Linked DNA regions of Mus musculus: regions 2 and 3 are each linked to region 1. Evidence: chromatin contacts called from public targeted proximity ligation data. All regions are on one chromosome and are shown on one strand. The core of a region is the stretch at or near the end of the contact, and the rest is flanking DNA. Distances in the headings are between cores, read along the strand shown.

What was found.
Region 2: a contact with region 1 is called in a targeted proximity ligation map of pancreatic cancer cells. A contact is called at or near these places in 2 of 39 promoter capture datasets (hippocampal neurons and stem cell-derived epiblast-like cells), 5 of 130 datasets of targeted methods (embryonic fibroblasts, embryonic stem cells, kidney and 2 more) and 3 of 9 other capture datasets (adipose tissue, liver and pancreatic islet).
Region 3: a targeted proximity ligation map of kidney shows a contact between it and region 1, with 2.6 times the contacts expected there. A contact is called at or near these places in 14 of 484 Hi-C or Micro-C datasets (3T3-L1-derived adipocytes, brown adipocytes, conventional type 1 dendritic cells and 7 more), 4 of 130 datasets of targeted methods (a beta-TC-6 cell line, fibro-adipogenic progenitors, kidney and 1 more) and 1 of 9 other capture datasets (embryonic stem cells).

The regions. Positions count from the first base shown.
Region 1 is chr19:28,518,395-28,522,713 of GRCm38.p6, forward strand. All of the region lies in intron 4 of Glis3 (GLIS family zinc finger 3), which reads right to left. Among named protein-coding and RNA genes, the nearest start is that of Gm35866, 160 kb to the left of the region's middle.
Region 2 is chr19:28,676,225-28,680,543 of GRCm38.p6, forward strand. It overlaps D930032P07Rik (RIKEN cDNA D930032P07 gene), which reads left to right and starts at 2,000. Exons shown (of 5, transcript NR_045330.1): 1 at 2,000-2,081. Glis3 (GLIS family zinc finger 3) reads right to left here and starts at 3,853. Exons shown (of 11, transcript NM_175459.6): 1 at 3,372-3,853.
Region 3 is chr19:28,389,387-28,393,705 of GRCm38.p6, forward strand. All of the region lies in intron 4 of Glis3 (GLIS family zinc finger 3), which reads right to left. Among named protein-coding and RNA genes, the nearest start is that of Gm35866, 27 kb to the left of the region's middle.

The DNA.
Region 1 (4,319 bases), core at 1,342-3,841:
TTATGAACAGCTGGGAAATGCTGTGTTTCAGGGCCCTTGGCGAAGTAGCTGTAACACCCAAATTTCTTTGCTCCATAGTGAATGTCTTGGTGATTCATCTGTGACATTGCCCTCGATAATGACAGGATATTCCTCAGGGCAAGAGCCTGTGGGACAGGAAAACACCACACAGCCTCAGGGGTTAGAAGATGATGATCAACCGCAAATCATGCACCCAGAACATGTAATTAGGATAAGGTGGGGGGGAAACTGAGTAATCCATATGAGATAAGGAGAGTTTCCCAGCGGTGGTGATCAGATGCCAATGGAATCTTTGGAAAGCAAAAATGAGGGGGAAAGACGGATGGCCTGGGAAAGACTTAGCAAACTGAAAAGCAAACTTTCAAGGCTAGCACTGATTAAAAGGAATATTCCCTTAAAAACCAACCAACCAACCAACCAACCAGTGTGATGAGATGTGGTCAGCACCCTCACAGGAAACTCAGAGTAAACTGACGGAAGTGCCCCTTCTCCTCAAGAGGTCAGAAAAGACCTGCACAGGGAGAGGAAATGAGGGGCGATTTTGGCTCCAAAAACTGATACCTCCCAAGTTTTCTCCTGAGTCCACGGGGAGACCACACTCCCAGCCTCCCTTGCAGTTGTTTGTTATACACCACGTGCCTGAGTCCTGCCCAATGATACGAAGGAAGAAACGCATCACTCTGTAATAATCATTAGGATCTCCTTCATAGTGGGCTCAGGTTGCCACACCCATACTGAAGGATCCTGAGTTACTGCACAACTGCAAAAATGCTGTATTACAACCTGGAAAATAAATAAACTTTTATTATACCAAGCCAGAGATCCAAAACTGTCCGCGACCGTGTGCAATCATCTCAACATCTTTTACAATACTCCCCGCTCTTATCTGTTGCCTTTTCAGATCACTGCCTAAGGGCGATGCACACCTCTCCTGTCCCCTGTCCTCCCCCATTACCTATCCCAAGCTGGCCTCAAACTCCCCAAGCTCCTGCAGAAGCCTTGGAAGTACTAGGATTGCAGATGTACATCACCACACCCAGCCCTCACCTCATTCTTGAACAAGGTGATTTCAGAAACTGTCAGAAACACTGGGAAACTGGCCAACTCTCTCTCATAGCTTACCCAGCAAAAAGCAAGGTGCTGCTGTCGTGTGGAAGGGGAAGAGAACACGCTCTTCATTCCAAAAGTTAGGTCAAAATAGTTTACTTATTTTTAATACTTTATTCTGGAAAATGCTAAGTATCTTACACAAGTAGAAATAACAGAGCAATGAACCTCAATGTATTGAGCAGCTAAATTTCATGTGGGGTATGGTGTGTGTGTATGTCTGTGTGTGTTAAGGTCTGTTACATATTAATTATTGAACTATGGCAGGACCTAGTGTACACAGTGAATGGGTATGTAGTAGAAGAACATATTCCGAGTCTCAAGACCCACCGGTTATTTTTAAGGAGTGCTGTGAGGATTAAATTAACCTAACAGTTCACAGCAAAATCATTTTCTTTCCCCTCCATTTCCCTGGAGGAATTTTAGGTTGAAGGGAGAGGTTTAGTGTGTCCTTCCTTCCTTGTCAAAACTCAGTTCCCTCTGGGAAGGCCAACACTCTGAAACTTTTCTCAGACACTGGCTGTTCTATGCATGGATGTATCTTGCCATGATTCCCTGAAGTAAGCCCCTACTTTGTGCAGAGGGCAAACACAGGGCCAGTTAGGAGGGCCTCAAAATGGCTCAGAGCCTCCCTCAGAAGGAGCCACCCTGCATGAAATTGGGAACACACTCCTACTTTCGATGTTTTTATACAGCGGAGTCCTCCATTTCCCCTTCTCCATAACTTCCCTCAAACTCCAGTCTTGTTAGTATCATCTAACCTTTTATTACACACTGACTGGGAATGGCCTGAAGAGGGCGTGGCCAAGGAGAACTCAGCATAGTAGCGCTTCTTCCAGAGGGCACACTCAGCAGTCTGGGTTCCCAGAGAAATGCCATCAATGAAACCTTCTAAAACACAGAAATTGTTCTGAATGGTAAGTCTGAGAAGCTGCCCTTACATTTAAGAGTAAAAATCCAGGACCCACAGGAAACACTGCCAATCTAATGCCTGCGACCCGCCATAGGAAAATGGCCTGGCCTTGGGTAACCCAACCAAGGATGAAAATGCAGCCAGTGCAGCCCCAGGAAGACATCTACAGAAGGCTGGGGCCAACCTCAGTCCTGGGGCCTGAAAGGCTCACTAGGAAAAGAGAGTCATATCGAGAATAATTGATTGACTTTTTTTCCTTCCCACTAAACATCTTAAGCGTTTAGCTCTATTCCCTATTAATCAGTGTGAGCTGGGGGCAAACCACCCAAAATGAACCTCAGCAGTATCTGGAAAAGGCTGAGGCTGCTGCGCTCAGCACAGTGAGCACCAGGCCCCAGCTTTGTTTAACAGTGCTTCAGTCTCTTTACAGATTATTAAAGGAAATATTTAACTAAAGGAAAGCTACTCGTGCACAGGATAATGGACATGGCCTCTGTCCACATGTTAATCATTTTACATAATTGATCAAACAGTCCTGCTCTCCTTCTCTGGGCCTACCCAGATCTTTAATTGTTTATCTTTAAAGTCCACAGCAGGAAAGCTTTGGCTTGTCCTCGCTTAGGTGGCTCGCCAGCTGCTCACACGGCAAGGAAAAACAATGTGTGTCTCACCAACAGATACACTGTGTGTGTACACATACACACAGAAAGGTGGTGTGCTGTGCACATTTGTGCGTGTGCATGTACAGGCCAGGCTTAGACATACCACGTCTTCCTCAGTTCTCTCTTATTTATAAAAGAGGGTCTTGCTCACTGAATCTAGACATCAGGTCGAGCTGCAGGAATCCCTCTGTGTCTTTTCCCCTGGGTGCCTAGATTAGAGAACTACACCACCACACCCAGGAGTTTATATGAGTACTCGGATCTCCACTAGCCCCTCAAATTTGTCTAGAAAGTGCTCTGCCAACTGAGCCATTTACCCAGCCCATAGGCTCACTGTAGTAAAGAATTAAACTGTAAACCTAAGAGACAGTGGAAATGGCTGGAGTCAATCAATGGTTCGTTTCCCATGCACCAAACTAGTGCTGCTTCCCCAGTGAAGGTAGTGCCTACGGGTTTGGCTTTTATTAACTAGATTTCCATTTATACTAACTGGGCTTGTAACTGTCCAAATTTTAGTAATGTCCTGATTGGACACCAGATGTCCTTTGGCGGGGGACCTTACATCCTTCCACTCCACTCTGACCCAGTATCTAGATCTATGCAACTTTTGAAGGGTCATTTCTTCTAATGGGACATTGTAGTAGCTCCAATCAAATGACCTCCTTTCTTTCTCTACAGGAGATTGACTCTCCTTTCAAGATGGCAGCCTCCCTTTAAAAGGCAGTCGGGTCTCTATATGCAGAGCTGGAAACCTCTCCCAGCTTGCCAAGGGACGTTTCATTCACGGCCTCCTGCTTTGTATTTGACATATACTTGTGGGTCATCCCTACACTGTGAATTCTAGAAGAGAATATCTCGTGTATTTATCTGACTTCCAGGGTATGGTATACTTCATACTGTGCATTCAATGATCAGATAAGAAAAGGAATAGTCCTGGAGTTCACATTGTCAGTACCGATGCTACATGAAGCAGGGTTTCCATACCCTGGCCTACAACAATATTCCAATGAAATAGGACCAAGACCCATTATTCAGCCCACTGCGCAGTCTTATTTTAGAGCTTCTAAGTCATTTCTCAAGTTCATCATCTTTTAAAATGTCCTTAAAATTCTCCTAAAGAATTAGCTGTTCTTCCTACTGACATGCATGTTTCTGACCCAAGGAAATAAAATATAAACTCTGTGCCATCAGATAAGGGCAGGCAGGCAGACAGGTGTCACTCCACTTTCTCATCCAAGTCTATGTGACTAATGATAGCTATTTAGGCTCCAGAGTATTCATACAGGAAAAGGCTACCTGACTGCCCACAGTTAGTTAAATGTGAAGTCAGGCATGTCCTGTCCTGGTCCTGGGTTTCCCAGACACACACACACACTGTCCAGGGTTAACACGTCCATTGTCCTATGATTGTCTAAAAGCGCTGACTCAGTGATTACTACAGGAACTATTAATCACATAGAAAAAAATTTTTTACAAGTCGTTTGGTCCAGAACTTGAAGGACAGATTTCTGAGAGACCAAAAAAATCCAAACAGACTGCCTTTTAAATGTGTGTGTGTGTGTGTGTGTGTGTGTGTGTACACCTTCTTTTATTCTACAGGATCAAATTCTATCTGG
Region 2 (4,319 bases), core at 750-3,249, 160 kb after region 1:
TCAATTAAAAATATTGGCCTGTGTGTCAACTCTGCCTAAAGTAGGTAACTAGGAAAACTTGAAACTTTGGCATCTTTTAATTCAGTTCATCTTAATACCATGTTCAAGGTTTCATTTTGCCTCTTTCTCCTTGAATAAAATTGTATTTTCGTTACAAAGACTACCTATGTGTCTTTTTTTCTTTTACTTCAGTCCTGATTGAGTTTATCAACCAGCCAAACATTAAAGAGTTAAGCCTGTATTGGCACCTTATTTATACTATAACTTCCTTCCTCTATAGAGAAATAATTGCAGAAAACACAGGAAATGGCTTCTCCACAAAGGGTAAGAGTAGGTTCTGGCTCCTTTCCCAGGATCAGCAACTTCAGAACAACTCTTGCCATCTTGGAGAATTACAAACTAACATTCCAACTCCGGTGATCAATAACTATGATGCCAATATAGACAGAATGCCCTCAGGCCTACTTTACTAGTAGTAAAGGCAACGGGGGACGCGTTTCGGGGAGGAGAGCTAGTGAGAGAGAACACTGGCAGTCCTCCAAAATCAAATGATCCTGAATGCCACATGAAGAAAGGCAGAACTTTTACAAAGCATCACTTCCAGCCATTCAACTGTCCCCAGTCGGGATTTTTTTTTTTTTTTTTTTTGGGTCAGGCAAAAAATCCACCCCACTAGGTATACTCCAGAGTCCATCCAAGGAGAGTCACTTTCCAAACGGGACAACTCCAGGTATCCAAACTCTGCTAACCGGAAGAACTTTGGTAGAATCGCCAATGAAACTGGTGGAAACATTGGATGGACCAACGATGGCGTGAAGAAAAGCCACTCTACCTGAACTGACCTCAAGGGAAGCAAGGAGACAGGGAATCCACCCAGAGCACACAGAAGTAATTACTCACTCTGAAGGAGGCCTGAGTCCTGACAGGAAAGAAAAGACACGAACTAAGTAGCAATAAGAATGGGAAGAAAGCCTCCTTCAGTTCAAGGGGGAGGGGCTGGAGCTCCTCTAAATGAACACTGTAGCAGATCCTAGTAAAGGCCTTAAATGTCAGCAGTTCTCACTAGAGAAGGGGGGGGGGTGCCCTCTCACACAGTTCTCTCTCTATAGATCATTTCCAGGGACAGCCTTCATTGTTTTTCTGCAAACTTTTGCAGGCTGCACCTGCTTTGTGTAGCCTCACAGGAAACCAAAGAGAAAAAGGAGGAGTAAGAATTTTTAAACTAACCCAAATTCATTTTTACAATGAATCAAAATTCCTAACGTAGTCTAAAAATTGAAGTCCAACGGGCACGGAGACATTTAGGGAACCGGGCCTGGCTACTTCCCAATGAAGAAATCGTGACTCATCAAAGCTTCAGAACGGACACAAGAGAGTTTGCATTTGTCTGGAGTTCACCTTCGGGCCAAGAAATGCTCTCCACTGTGAGCCTCAGTGTTTTTTCTAGATGCTTAAGTTTGGCAGGGGTTCTTTCTCTGGGTCCCATAACCCAGAGAACTGGTCCACTGGGGGGAGCTGTATAAACTTCTCTTTCCTCACCAACTCTAGGGCCACCTGAGACCACTACCCCCAATTCAAGAGATGTTGAAGTCCTAAAGCTCTAAGGAATTGGAAAGGTGTCCTCTCCAATTGCAATTGCTGGAGTGCAGTCCCTGCGGGCACTGCTCTGGAGAATTCCGGAAGTGATCCCCTACACTCTATCCCATGGGACCTAGCGGATGTCAAGGAAGACAAGCCAGGAAGGGAGGTACACAGAGCAGAGGAACCAGGAGTGGCTAGGGGTGCGGGGTCAAGATGTGCGGCCCGGGACAGTGGGTGAACACCCCTCCTGGGGTCCTCAGCACCCTCCCACACACGGCACACCCACACACCTTTGCCCCGCGGGGGGTCTTGGGTCCTAGCCTCAGGGATCTCCGGAGGTGAGCGAGGGGCGGGTCCGGAGGTGAAGTGGAGCCTTCCCGGTGCTCTGGGCAACCAGACCGCCCCCGCTCTCCCCCCTCCCCCTCCCGCGGCGCGAGCGAGAGAACGCAACAAAACAAAACAAACTCGTGCCGGCTTCCTGTTGTGCAACCACTTTCTGAGTAAGTAAGGGGCTGAAAGGCCGCCAGTTAGGAAGCCGGGCTGCGGGGGACCCTGCTGGCCAAAGCACCCGGAGCCGCACTGGGGTACATAGGGCCCTGCACTGTGACCCTGTCCGGACCACGGGGCGACTACCCTCCCTGCCCCCACGAGTGTCGTTTTGCTATTGCCTCCCAAACACACTACCAGATCTAAGGGCGCGACCTCGACGAACCTTTTTGCCAAAAAAAGAAAAAAAAAAAGGAAACCTCCAAAAGTTTCCTCCAGGTACCTACTTGAATCATCCATAGTAGGATGACAAATCCGCCCTGGTCAAGGTTTTCAGACACTTGGGTGAGTTTCTCGTCCCCCGGGTGACTTGTCAGCTCTAGTGAGTAACTTGGAACTGTTGCTTGGGGCAAGGTGTGTGTCTAGGAGAGCCAACAGCTCACTCACGCTTTCCAGAAAGTGATCCCGACCGACTTCAAAATAGACACAGGGTCATTTATAGGGACCGGAGCCTTGAAGCGGGACTCGAGACAGACATTTCCCAAACAGTGCTGACATTTTGTCCCCGGCCCATAAAAATGTAAACGCGAGGTGACAAACCCGGCGGGGAGTGCTAGGTGTCTGAATGTGTCTGCGATTTCGTGGCGTGGGAGGTTACAGTTGAAAACTTGGCGGCTGCGGGTCGATGCACCGCTCCTAACTAGTAGCTGTGCCCCCAAACCCGAGGACCTCACTGAACAATGGGGACACCAACTTGGATGAGACGGAGAAGTGAAAAACAGCCTTCGTGGCGCCCCATAAACACGTGGAAGCCGAAAAGACAACTACAACCCCGACTGTGAGCTAAAGACCTCAAAGTCCCATCACTCCCCACTTTGCCAAAGTTTCCCTAAGTAGGACCCCGGTGCTCGCCCTGTATCTGGCCCTGATTGTGTAACCTTCTGGTACCTGTATTTTCAGTTAAAAGGCACGGAGACTCTCCCTCATAAACGAAACTTCCACACCTTGTTGGTTTCCTTTCTGTCTACACCCCGCGCTCTTAGGTAACTGACAGCCAGTTTGATGGCTAAATGAGTATTGCCATCAGCCTCGGTAAGGTGTGCCTAGGTCTCTAGAAGCCCTGTGAGTCTGGGGGAGTTGGTGTGCTCCTGTCCTCAAACCCGTGCGAATGCCACCAAGCCGGCATGCAGAAACTCTTTCTAATCCCGAGTTTGCGTCCCCAGGCTTGACCGCCCCCACACTCTCTAGCGCCTTCTCTCTCTGTCCCTCGCCTGCAGAACAAAGTTCCTATGGCATCCACTTACCAGGTAACCGGATTTCCACAACAAAGCTAGGCGAGCGAGTCCCTTCTCCCGGCCAGCCCGCTCGTGACAACACTAGCGATGCGTGGGTGGAGGCTGAGCCCCCTCAGCGCTCCACGCCGGCTCTGCCTCCTTCGGAAAGGAAAACTCGCATCCAAGCCCGTGGCCGGAGCGCGGAACTACGGCCGGAGGGCCGTGTGTGTGCCCGCGCGAGGCTGCGACGGCGGCGGCCCTGGGAGGAGGAGGCAGGGCAGCGGGCCGACTCTCCGCATCAGCTCCCTGTCCGCGCTACGCACAGGCACACTCCAGTCATGTCTTTACAAAGTTGAGAGGCGACTTCATGCCTGGCCCGGGGTGCTCATCCTCGCTCGGGGCCGAGGGCGACGCCTGGAGGGGCCGGGCTCGGGATGCTGGCTGCCTGAGCTGGGTCGCGGCTAGAGAGCGCCGGTGCGAGCCTGGACCCGGGCCCGCCGCGGCCCCGAGGTGCGCGGACCCTGGCGCCGGTGCCCTTGCGCGCCGCGCTCTGGGCTGCCCCGGCGGCGCAGTAGGGACGCGGCTGCAGGGAGAGAGGGGAAAGGGGGAAGAGGGCGGGAGGGAGGCTGCCAGGCGAGGAGTGTGGATGTGTGTGCGGCCGCGAGGGCCGGCCCGCAGCCAGCTGCTTCCTGAGTGTGAGCGCCGGAGGGGGCGGGGAGGGATGGGGGCGGGCTCCTGGTCACCAGGCCAGCCAGTGTCTCCCTCTTGACGTTCGCGCACACACGCTCCTTCCCATAAAACTCCAGAGCGGGTAACCGCGGGGCGACTCTTCACCTTTCTGAACCTATTTGTTTGCCTTTTTTTTTTAATCTAAAAAAGTGTCAGCCCTTCAACAGGACCTGTTGTCAACTCTCATGGATCAAGAGAGAAATCCTTGTAGTAAAAGGGGGCGGGGGGGAGTGGAAACGGAAAAGTGAT
Region 3 (4,319 bases), core at 480-2,979, 130 kb before region 1:
TCTGGCAAACCTGACAGTGAGCCTTACTGTTCAGAGAGGTTCACAAACAGGTGATTAATTTGTCAGCACAAAGTGAAGACTCAGGTTGAAAACAGCGATCTCTTTCTCACCCTTATTCTCACCCTGAACAAGAGGATGCCTGCGGTTCCCATTAGTACTGCACAAGCTCAAAGGGGACTGACTTGGCATTGTTCTTCCTTTGCCTGGCAGCTATCATTTCCAGAGAAAAAGAGGTGTGGAGTCAAGGTCTGAAACTGAACAATGTCTCTACCCAGGAGAGATCGTTGCACCTCACACTGACCAGGTGCATGGCACTTTAGGGGCTTCATCAAAACTGATAAGACAGGAATCAGGACCAGTTTCTGGGAAGTCAAAGTCTCAGGACCATAATAACATTGACCCTGATAGTCAATGACTACTTTTGCTGTACTGTGGTCTCCAAAGGCCCAGGACAGCTATTAGGTCCATCTAGAAAGTTGCTGTTCCCAAAAAGAAAGTGGACTTGAACACTGTTTCCTGTGTATTAATTAACCAAATAATATGGCTGGGTGTGGTGGCATATGCCTTTAGTCCCAGCACTTGGGAGGCACAGTCAGATGGATGTCTGTGAGTTCAAGGCCAGCATATCATTTACATAGTTCGCTCTAGGCCAGCCAGGGTTACATAGCAAAACCCTGTCTCAAAAATACTCAATATTTTAATGTAAAAGTAAAAATATCCCAAGTCTCTTGTTTCTGACTCCTGGGCCAGTCTCATTAGGAGTCTCAAAGGGTCACATTCTGAATCAAGTCAGGACTGGAAATGTAGGCAGTTCAGCCCCACTGCCTAGAAATTGAATAAAACTAAGGGGGGGGGTGCATTTTCACAGTGTGCTCTCAGTTGAGAAAGCTGGGTAATGAACTTCAAATAGATTCAGGGATAATTTGGTGCCTTGATGGTAAACACTAGCTAGCACAGATAGAATATCTCATTTGGAATTACACAGCTGCTTTGTATTGCAAATGAATAATATGCCCAGCATTCACACAGAACCAGGAAGTCGGAATTTTATTTCAGTTTTCATCTCCACCTAAATGCAAAAGGCTGGCATGAAGGTAATTGGGAAACAATTATTACAGGTGGTTCACAGGGCTGCATAATCGAACAGCCACTGCTACTAGGCATAGACCCTCCTGGTTAACTCAGGCGTTACCACAGAAGAGTGGACGGGGCCCTTGTTATTTTACCAATACTGTTGAGAGTTAGTATTAAATACTCAGAAGGAGAATTTTCTAATGCTAGAAAGAAAAATTCCAAGTTAATTTAATCTTACAGGCTTTCTATTGTGAGAAGGCAATTTTGGTTGGTTGATTGGTTTTATTTATAATAAACTCCCATTCTATTTCATTTAGGCAAACAAATCTATGATTTGGGGAGAACTTGTTTCCAGCCTAAGAATTCAACGTAATTCAACGTAATTCCCTTGTAATATTCTGCAATGAAAGAGTATCAGTTTGCCATATTTTAACTATAACTCTAAACCAAGGTGACTTTGCCCCTAAAGAGACTTCATCAGAGACTGGAGACGTTTTAGATTGAGCATGACTGTGTACTGGAGGTAGAAGGACTTCCTCTGAGCAGCTGGTGCCAGGCAGGCACGCTGCTAAACATCCTTTGTACACAGGATAGTCTCCACTGACCAGTGGCGCTCAGTGCTGAGGGACAGAAGCCTGCTCCCAGTGTGGAACAGTGAAGGTATTTGTGGGAGCAGAAACAGAGGTCACCTCAACAGTACAAAGTCCTCAAGCCAGACAGCACGCTTCAGTTTGTTATAAGCTTCTATTTGCCAAGTGAATGTCTTATGACAGGCTAGCCACTGGAATGGGGGAAGAGATGAGGGCAACACAAATTATTACCCAAAATTAACTATGAGTTTCAAAGTAGGTTCCAAGGTATAAACCGCCTAAATTCACCTTGCTATACAATCTTGGTCCTCTAAGTAGAATAAACAAGGTTTGAAAGGGAGGGATGGGGAAGAAAGGGGCTTATGGTCCCCACCACGGTCATACTATGGCACCATGGCATGTAGCTGATACTCCCCCTTCTCAGAGGGAAGAAAATTTGGTGGCTCGCCTTAGACTCTCCTGTCTTTAGGAAAACACTGACTGATTTTTGACTGATGTGACATGTGAGGTGCTAAAGTATTCTCTACAAGACTAAGAGTTATAGAGGGTGAATTTGAAAACTATTCATCATTTCAAGTCACATACATAAAGATAGAAAGATATGAAATTTTCAAATACTTGACTTTTGTAAAAATAATGACTACCCGAGTTACTGAAAGTTAAACACCATTTTCATTGTAGCCAATCATCAGTCTCACAGGCCTGCATGAAATTTCTGAAGAGGAAATTCTTACACGATCAACAATTTATGAGCTCAAATCACTCGATTCCTCTAAGTTCGAAAAATAAGTGGACATATGGTACAAATTCTCACTCATTTCTACTTTATTTTGCAAGTGAGATGTGTAAAGCTCTCTGAGACCTTCCTGCCACACATGAGAACAGAGTAAAAGTTCTGGATTTACACCTCCCCCCATCTTTCCAACATGAAATTTTTATGAATTACATACATTGGCAGGTCAGGAAATTGGATGCCAATAAACCAGTCAATGGATTCTACTGAAAATGACAAATTCTATGAAAGAACAGAGTACGGCTTCCTGTGATGTTGCCCCGCCATTCTTAACTAAGCTCTGGGAACAGAATCAGAGTTTTGTACCTTTGAAGCCCAGGAATGTCCTTCTTCAGATGTCAGCTGCTAGAGGCTCTCATCCATACTCATAAAGAAATGGGGTCCACAAGGTACCTCCAATCAATTTCTTAGTAATTTTAATGCAGTTGAGTTGGAGTGAAGGGTAAATTATATCCTATACACATATACAGGTGGCTATTTTAGTTTCTAAGTCCATTAATATCCTTTGCACACTCAGAAAAAACAACAATCACGCCCAAATGCAGAGGCAAAGGCGGTGATGTGGGGTAGGTATTACAGTGAAATTAACAGTGTACGTACGTGCATATCTTGAAAATGCTAAAGACTCCGATCGCACTGTGTCTGTGGCACTGAAAAAGAAATGAACTGAAATACAAAAGCTTGTCCTCAACTCATGTAATTTTATTGTTTTTATCGTCTTTTAATGTACTTAGTCAGAGAAAGGGGAATTGACCGTCAGGCTCAAGGGGCTCCAGAAATGCTGACATTAAAATGACTGCAGAACCTGGAAAGAGAGACAGAGGTGATACAGCTGGAGGATGGGCAGAATGTGATGAGAGTGAAGCTTCTAGAATCGGAAATTCTCAGTGTGACGTGGGAGATTAAGTACTCCCGAGGCTACAGAGCATTTTCAAAGGGGGCATTAAATATCATAATCTTATATTCTGAATACAGAGGAATATCTCTCTTTTGGGGGATAGAAACCTTGGTGACTCCAGCTCTATGAAACCTTCTGGGCTGATAAAGATAAGCCCTGCTCTGAAGGAGCAGCCAAAAGAGACTCTCCTCTGGAGAGCAGGGGACAGTACCCAACAAATAAGAGGCCCAGAAGGCACAGGGCTCAGGAGCAGGGACAGGCGCAAGGACTGAGGATTTGAGATATCCATCCAGAGAGGGCACTAGAGTGCTAAAGATGGAAAAATTCCTGTTCCAATCATCTGAAAAACAGCTCTTACACAGAAGCTGGGGCCTAATTCTCTGGAGCCCATTCTGCTCTATGTGTAAACTCTTAGGGGAGGAGTGCTGGCAACTGACTTTCTAGAACTCCTTCCGAAAGCCACACGGACATCTGTGTGGATTATTTAGGTACCACCTAGCTGTCTCTTTCTTAAGTAACTTCCTCCTCCTTCTTCTCTGTTTGTTTGTTTGTTTGTTTGAGACAAGGTTTCTCTGTGCCCTAGCAGTCCTGGAAATGGATTTGTACACCAGGCTGACTTCAAACTCACAGAGATCTGCCTGCCTCTGTTTCCTGAGTGCTGGAATTAAAGGTATGTGCCACCATGCCAGGCCAACCGACTATTTCTTAAACTTTCCAATAAGATGCCTAAAATAAACTAGAATTCACAATGCTTGAAGTTTTACCTGTACTCATGTAAATCAACACATTTAACTCTTTTTTTTTTAATGTCACTGATTATTGTCCATCTTGAAATAACCTCAATAGACTCATTTTGGGGGGAGGGGGGAGAGATAAAGCTATATATTACTATATAAGGGCCCCACCAAAAATCAGACTTAAAACCACTTCCACAGCCCTCATTAAAAAATTGCACCTGTCAACG